Regions from separate parts of the Mus musculus genome. Here region 2 is linked to region 1. A link is a contact called in public HiChIP or PLAC-seq data. All regions are on one chromosome and are shown on one strand. The core of a region is the stretch at or near the end of the contact, and the rest is flanking DNA. Distances in the headings are between cores, read along the strand shown. Region 1 overlaps Cltc (clathrin, heavy polypeptide (Hc)). Region 2 has its middle 17 kb from the start of Ypel2.

The links. HiChIP or PLAC-seq counts read pairs in DNA pulled down with a chosen protein or histone mark.
Region 2: an H3K4me3 HiChIP or PLAC-seq map of bone marrow-derived macrophages shows a contact between it and region 1, with 4 times the contacts expected there. The contact joins two enhancer-like sites. A contact is called at or near these places in 2 of 15 datasets of contacts at CTCF or cohesin (large pre-B cells and pro-B cells), 16 of 484 Hi-C or Micro-C datasets (the AML12 cell line, the G1E-ER4 cell line, the HPC-5 cell line and 12 more), 5 of 115 datasets of contacts at active chromatin or transcription factors (bone marrow-derived macrophages, cardiomyocytes, embryonic basal ganglia and 2 more) and 3 of 9 other capture datasets (adipose tissue, liver and pancreatic islet).

Annotation. Positions count from the first base shown.
Region 1 is chr11:86,715,770-86,719,373 of GRCm38.p6, reverse strand. Cltc (clathrin, heavy polypeptide (Hc)) reads left to right here. Exons shown (of 32, transcript NM_001003908.2): 13 at 8-188; 14 at 1,313-1,476. Among named protein-coding and RNA genes, the nearest start is that of Ptrh2, 33 kb to the right of the region's middle. Within about 2 kb of position 1,638, at least 39 of the 459 cell types and tissues checked have an H3K27ac peak or open chromatin away from gene starts, as enhancers often do. A contact at or near this core is called in bone marrow-derived macrophages, where this site is marked.
Region 2 is chr11:87,008,660-87,012,263 of GRCm38.p6, reverse strand. No RefSeq gene overlaps it. Among named protein-coding and RNA genes, the nearest start is that of Ypel2, 17 kb to the right of the region's middle. Within about 2 kb of position 1,578, at least 73 of the 459 cell types and tissues checked have an H3K27ac peak or open chromatin away from gene starts, as enhancers often do. A contact at or near this core is called in bone marrow-derived macrophages, where this site is marked.

The DNA.
Region 1 (3,604 bases), core at 389-2,888:
CCTCTAGTGGTTAGTGAATTACTTTGGGTCCTTATCAGTTGAAGATTCCCTAGAATGCCTCAGAGCCATGCTGTCAGCTAATATTCGTCAAAATCTACAGATCTGTGTTCAGGTGGCTTCTAAATATCACGAACAGCTGTCAACTCAGTCTCTGATTGAGCTCTTTGAATCATTCAAGAGTTTTGAAGGTAATTAGGAATGTCAGAATTGATATAAGAGAGACACTTATAATTAATCAGGCAGTTCGAAATTATCTTCTGAAAAACACTTTTATGGGACATGTCTTCTCTAGGACCCCTCATGTCATGGGATCCTTGAGGTATACAGTGTAGAAGAACACCTGCTTGGGTATTTTATGAACTAAAGGCAGAAATTTGGGTTAAGAAATTTATTGTCTTGTGTTAGCTGCATAATATTAAAATACTGACGACTAATTACAGTAATATTAAAAGCACCGCTCTGACTCTTGCAATAGTGAACATTTCTCCTAAGGGGGTTTTGTGCTTCATTAGCCCAGCTATTTAAAATTCAATTAAATAATTAAAATATAATTGAAAGTTTCTAGAGTTAGTCTAGCTACGCTTGAGGTGAGCCATGGGAGGTTAGTGTCTAAGGCAGATGATATAGGTCATCACTCCAGAAAGTTCTTATGGACAGCTCTACACTAAATTTTTGAAAGTTTTATGCAAAGCTATCTGGTATGTGATACTTGATTTAAAGTGTCTCATGAAATGTGGTATAAACATTTGCTTTGCTATTGAGGCGCTGTCCTTTACTATTTGAAAACTTCCGAGCCAGGCAGAGTGGCCACTCAGAAAAATGAGACAGGTTTATGATAGATTCAAGGACAGCCTGAACTATACGACAAATCCTCTCAAAAACACTAAAACACAGAAAGATACTTTTAAACAGAATTTCCTGTTGTGTAGGGACTGAAATTTATACCTGATTTGTTCAAGTGGCTTCTGGATTAATGTGTATTCTTACTGAACTTTTAAAACAGCCAACTTACTAGGAACCTTTTCTGTAATCATGACTTGTAATTGCTTAATTTTTAGTTCTTTCATTCTCAAAAGTATAGCCAGGCTTGATGGTACATGCTTTTAATCTCAGCACTTTGGAGTCAGAGACAGGAGGATCTCTGATTTTGTGACCAGTCTGTCTGGCTTATACAGCAAAATCAGGACAGCCAGGACTCCATGAAGAGACCAGGGCTTCACAGTGAGACCTTGTCTTAGAGCAAGCAAGCAAGCAAGCAAACAAACAAAACCTGCCTATGTTCCTTAATCTCAGTTACTTTTGTTTCTTTAAGGTCTCTTTTATTTTCTGGGGTCCATTGTTAACTTTAGTCAGGACCCAGATGTGCACTTTAAATATATTCAGGCGGCTTGCAAGACTGGGCAAATCAAAGAAGTGGAAAGAATCTGCAGAGAAAGCAACTGCTATGATCCCGAGCGAGTCAAGAATTTTCTCAAGGTAAGTGGCTTTAAGTTACGTGCTTCTGATTGACTTAAGCAGTTCTACAAGGGTTGAGTCGGGCTTGAGAATATTTTTCTTACATTTGAAAATCTTAGCATTCTCAAATTCTGTGCTGGGTTATTTTTTCTAAACTTAATACTCTGTGGTTTCTCAAGAAATAAGGAAGGAAATTAGTAAGTAGTACCTAAGAACGACCATCTGTTTAAAAAGAAGGAAAAACAGTTTCATTTTCAAAGAACTTCCTTTTTTTAAAAAAAAAAAAATCAAAAGACACATTTCTTTTTTCTCTTTTCTCTTTTTTCTTTTGTTACAGGGTCTCACTCTGTAGCCCTGGCTGTTCTAGAATTCAGTATATAGACCAGGCTGGAGATCTGCCTGCCCCTGCCTCTTGAGTGCTGGGATTAAAGATGTGTGTCACTAGGGCTGGTTTAAGAAAAACACAGTTTAAAGTTGTTCTTGATGACATTTTAGAATATTCAGCTCTTTCCCCAGGTGGTGACACATACCTGTAATGTGTACATTATTAATATGTACAACAGGAAGTAGATGGCCTCTAGTCCATAAAAGGCTTTGATTCCTTTATTTTTTTTTTAAGGCACAGTTATTGATTTTGTCTTTCTACTGCCTTGAAAATTTTTGTCTGGGGAGAACAATGTGCATAAGAGCTAGCTCTCTCCTTGTATCATGGAAGGCCCAGGGGTCAAACTCAGATCTTCACATTTGGCACAAGTGCCCTTACTCTTTGAATCATCTTTCCTATTTTTTTTGAGATAGTCTCACTTTGCAGTGTCTAGGCTGGCCTTGGTATGTGGTAAAACCAGCATCTTCCAGAAGGCATCATTCTTGGCTTAGGTTTCTTATATTTTACTCTTCAATTTTTTTTAACATTTATTTATGTTTTCATTTTGTGTTGATGTTTGTGATGATGTTTCTGTGCCCAGGCCATTGCATGGAGGTCAGAGGTCAACTCTTGGGAGTCAGTTCTATCTTTGCATCATGTAGTTACTGCGTCTAGAACTCAGAATGTTAGTCTCCATATAAACGTCTTTACCTACTGAGCCATCTTCCAGCCTCTGCCTTAGATGCTTGTATTTTTCAGTTTATCTTTGGCATCATTTTCAAGATCCTTTATTGTAGGTTAAGGAAACATCTAGATTTACTTCTAGCATCACATCTGTCTGAATCCAGAAATGAAGTGTTAATGTATAATTTATAAACCAAGTGGGATCAAGATAAATTGACTTTGTGACACATGAATTCAGTTGGAGAGAATAAAGGCTGCCTCTGGCTGGAGTGAAGAATAATGTCCTAAAGAATGCTAAGCTAGAGAATAGTAAGGGTTTTTAATTTGTTTAACTTTGCTTGTTAACATTATTCTCATACCAGTTATTTTATGGGGAAAAGTAAAAATTTGTAGCTATCTATCAATGAAAGATGAGAAAAATTCTTAAACTCAGAGAGTACCACTTGTCCACTGTCACACATGACATTTTTTAACTTTTGTTTTTTGGGAGAATTGTAGATTGAGCACAAAACCATTATTACATGGAATTTGCATGTCTTGCCTCTACCTATTATCACTTGGAGGTAGTTTACAGCTGTATCATCTGATATTTATTCTTTTGAATTTAACTGGGGTCTGATAGCCAAACCCACAGGGATTTTATGTAACAAAATAGTCAAAATGATGAGATTATCTTATATTTTCTTTTTTTTTTTTTTTTTTTAAAGATTTATTTATTTATTATCTGTAAGTACACTGTAGCTGTCTTCAGACACTCCAGAAGAGGGAGTCAGATCTTGTTACGGATGGTTGTGAGCCACCATGTGGTTGCTGGGATTTGAACTCTGGACCTTCGGAAGAACAGTTGGGTGCTCTTACCCACTGAGCCATCTCACCAGCCCCCAAGATTATCTTATATTTTCAAATGAAAGATAAACTTTCCCCCAGTGATTATAACTTTATAAGTCATATCTTAGCCACATAACTTTTCTGGGCAGCCTAGCCAGCATGATAATGTCAAACTTTCTAGGGTTCCCAAGAAACTTGCCAAATGCAAGGAGTGGTTGGTCGTGCTGCTGTGCACCCACTCCATTTCACAGGACAGAGCTCGCTTCCTCTGGT
Region 2 (3,604 bases), core at 329-2,828, 290 kb before region 1:
AACTCACTCTGTAGACCAGGCTGGCCTTGAACTCACAGAGATCTGCCTGCCTCTGCCTCCTGAGTGTTGGTATTAAAGGTGTGTGCCACCACCGCCCCACTTGGTCCACACTTTTAATCCCGGCACTCTTTGAGATCAGTCTGGTACACAGTAAGGTCTGGGCCAACCAGAGCTACAGAGTGAGCCTGTGTCCAATATAAGAGCAGCCGTGGGGGCTGGAGAGATGGCTCAGTGGTTAAGAGCACCTACTGCTTTTCCGAAGGTCCTGAGTTCAAATCCTCGCAACCACATGGTGGCTCACAACCATCTGTAATGAGATCTGACGACCTCTTCTGGTGCATCAGGGTTAGGTTAAGACAGCTACAGTGTGCTTAGATATAATAATAAATAAATCTTTAAAAAAAAAAAGAGTGGGGCTGGTGAGATGGCTCAGCAGGTAAGAGCACCCGACTGCTCTTCCAAAGGTCCTGAGTTCAAATCCCAGCAACCACATGGTGGCTCACAACCATCTGTAATGGGATCCGGTATCCTCTTCTGGTGTGTCTGAAGACAGCTGCAGTGCACTTACATATAATAAATAAATTTTAAAAAAAAGAGCAGATGGGGGTGGGGTGGGGGTGGGAGGAGGGCGAGATGAATCAGCAGGCAAAGTTTCTTGCTGTCCAGGGTGAGGACAGCAACCCATGTGGTGGAAGAGAGCTGACTCTCACAAACTGTCCCCTGACCACTGATGGCATATGATGGCAGGCATATGATGGCATGTGTGCACAGCACCCCAACACACAAAATAAAAAAGGACATTTTTTTAAAGCCAGAGTATGATCATTAATCAAGAAACTTTTAAGTTATTTATTTTTATTTTATGTGCATTAGTGTTTCACCTGCATGTGTATCTGTGTGAGCTTCTCAGATCCCCTGGAACTGTTTTACACAGCTGGGAAATGTAATCCCAGCTTGCGGGAGGCTGAGGCAGGATTGCTAAAAGTTCAAGGCTAACCTGAAATACCTAGTAAGTTTAAGACAGCCTGTGAGACCCTGTCTCCAAAGCAAAGCAAAAATAAACAAAATGTGTTTTTAAAATCCTAAATAAATAAAAGAATGTATCTCTCCACAACCTTCTTAAAAGGATTTATTTATTTTATGCATATATGAGTACACTGTAGCTGTCTTCAGACACACCAGAAGAGGACACCGGATCCCATTATAGATGGTTGTGAGCCACCATGTTGTTGCTGGGAATTGAACTCAGGACCTCTGGAAGAGCATTCAGTAGTATTAACCACTGAACCATCTCTCCAGCACCCCCCCCCCCAAAAATGAGGATCTTTGGCTCTCTCCATTATAGTTGTATTCACAGCTCTTGGCCTCAAATTTTTAAATTTCAGGGTGATCCCGAACGTTATAGGAAGCTCAGCGTGTATCTGGCCTCTACTGGTAGTGATGCTCCCAGAATGTTCTTAGATTTTGCCTGAGGCTGGTTGGGGTGAAGAGAGAACTCTTGGATTCATTAGGAATGACCAGGCCTGGAAAGCGGACACTGGGAAGCTATACCCAAGTTTAACCACAGGAGGTCTCCCTAGACCTAATTATGATTTGAGTCAGTCTTGCATTGGGTTGTGGGAACTACCGAATTGTTCTCTTTTGGTAATCTGAACACACCTGTTTTTATTTTTAAAAAATGCTGCCGGGCGTGGTGGTGCACGCCTTTAATCCCAGCACTTGGGAGGCAGAGGCAAGCGGATTTCTGAGTTCAAGGCCAGCCTGGTCTACAAAGTGAGTTCCAGGACAGCCAGGACTACACAGAAAAACCCTGCCTCAAAAAAACAAACAACAACAACAAAAGCTAAACCTGGTTGGGCCTGGTGGCACACATCTTTAATCCCAGCACTCAGGAGGCAGAGGCAGGTGGATATGTGATTTCCAGGCCAGCCAGGGCTACAGAGTGAGTTCCAGGAGAGCCAGGGTTACACAGAGAAACCTTGTCTCAAAAAAAAAAAACAAAAAACAAAAAAACAAAAACAGAAGTTACATTGATTTATTTGTGTGTGTGTGTGTGTGTGTGTAACTACAGTAGAGAAAGTTGACAAACTATAACCTGATATTTTGGCTGAGATGCCAGTAAGAAGAGAAAAACAACATTACGTAAAATCTCAGGAAATGGGAATTATTGGATTTAAAAATGTACTGATTGGTGCCTTCACTGTAACAAATGTTAATAAAACCAGGAAACTGGAGGGTGGGGTGGGGTGGCTTGTGCCTTTAATCCCAGCAGAGGCGAGTAGGTTTCTGGGAATTTGAGGTCAGCCTGGTCTACATCCTGAGTTCCAAACTAGCCAGGGCTACACAGTGAGACCCGGTTTTCAAAACAAAACAACAAAAGCCAGAAGCGCAGGTCCTCATTAGGCTGGAGACAGACGTTAATTTCCTTTCGAGAAATGAGTTTCGGCTGACGACCCTCATCCAGCTTACTTACTGGGTTATTTCTGAGGGTGATGTGTCCTGCACCCCATAACAGGCTTCACTGCGGAATATAGCTCTGCTTTTGTGGCTTCTTGCCAGTCTTTCTGTGACTTGCTCAGCGGAGTACTTGGAGGCAGGTAAGAGAGGGCTCAGCAGAGAGCAGAGAAGAGCACGGTGCCGACTCTAGATTCCTCTTCTGAAGAGAGGGTCTTGAGTTAAGCTGGGCATAGTGGCTTACGTCTATAATCCCAGTATTTGGAAAGCCAAGGTAGGAGACCACCTCAATCTTGAGGCCCTCATACTGTTGAGCTACAATGTGAGACCCTGTATCAAAACGACAACCAGACCATGGCCCAAGCAGGAGGGCTTGAGCTTCCATCCCTAGCACAGGGTAAAAGCTGAGCAATGAGTCTATAGCTTCAGCAATGTGGGCAGGGAGAAGCGAATCGCTGGATCATCGGCCAGCAGGTCTAGTTGAATCAGTGAGCTCTGGGTTCAGTGAGAGACCCTGTCTTAAAATAAAGTGGAGAAATTGGGCAGTGGTGGCGCACGCCTTTAATCCCAGCACTTGGGAGGCAGAGGCAGGCGGATTTCTGAGTTCGAGGCCAGCCTGGTTTACAGAGTGAGTTCCAGGACAGCCAGGAGAAACCCTGTCTTGAAAAACTAAAAAAAGGAGAGGAAGACATCACCTCTGGCCTCTCCACGCACGCGCGCACACACACACATACGCACACACACACATGAATGAATGTGTGCACACACAACTCAAGATCTTCAGGCTGGAGCACAGGTAGGTTAGCATACACAGCATACAGGAGGCTCTAGGTTCAATCTCTAGCACAGACCAAGGTTGAGGTGAGACAGATAGACAGACATACAGAAAGAGACAGACAGACACATAGACACGGGGACACACACGGGGACACAAACACATGCACACACACACACACACAGGAGAGAGAGAGAGAGAGAGAGAGAGAGAGAGAGAGAGAGAGAGAGAAACCAGGCCTGCAATCCCATCTACTAGAAGCTACAAAAGAATCTGAAAAAAAAAAAAAAAGGTAAAGAGATCTGATATGGTGGCAATGTGTCTAATCCCAGCACTTTGTAAGTTCGAGGCCAGCTTAGTCTATATAGTGAGTTA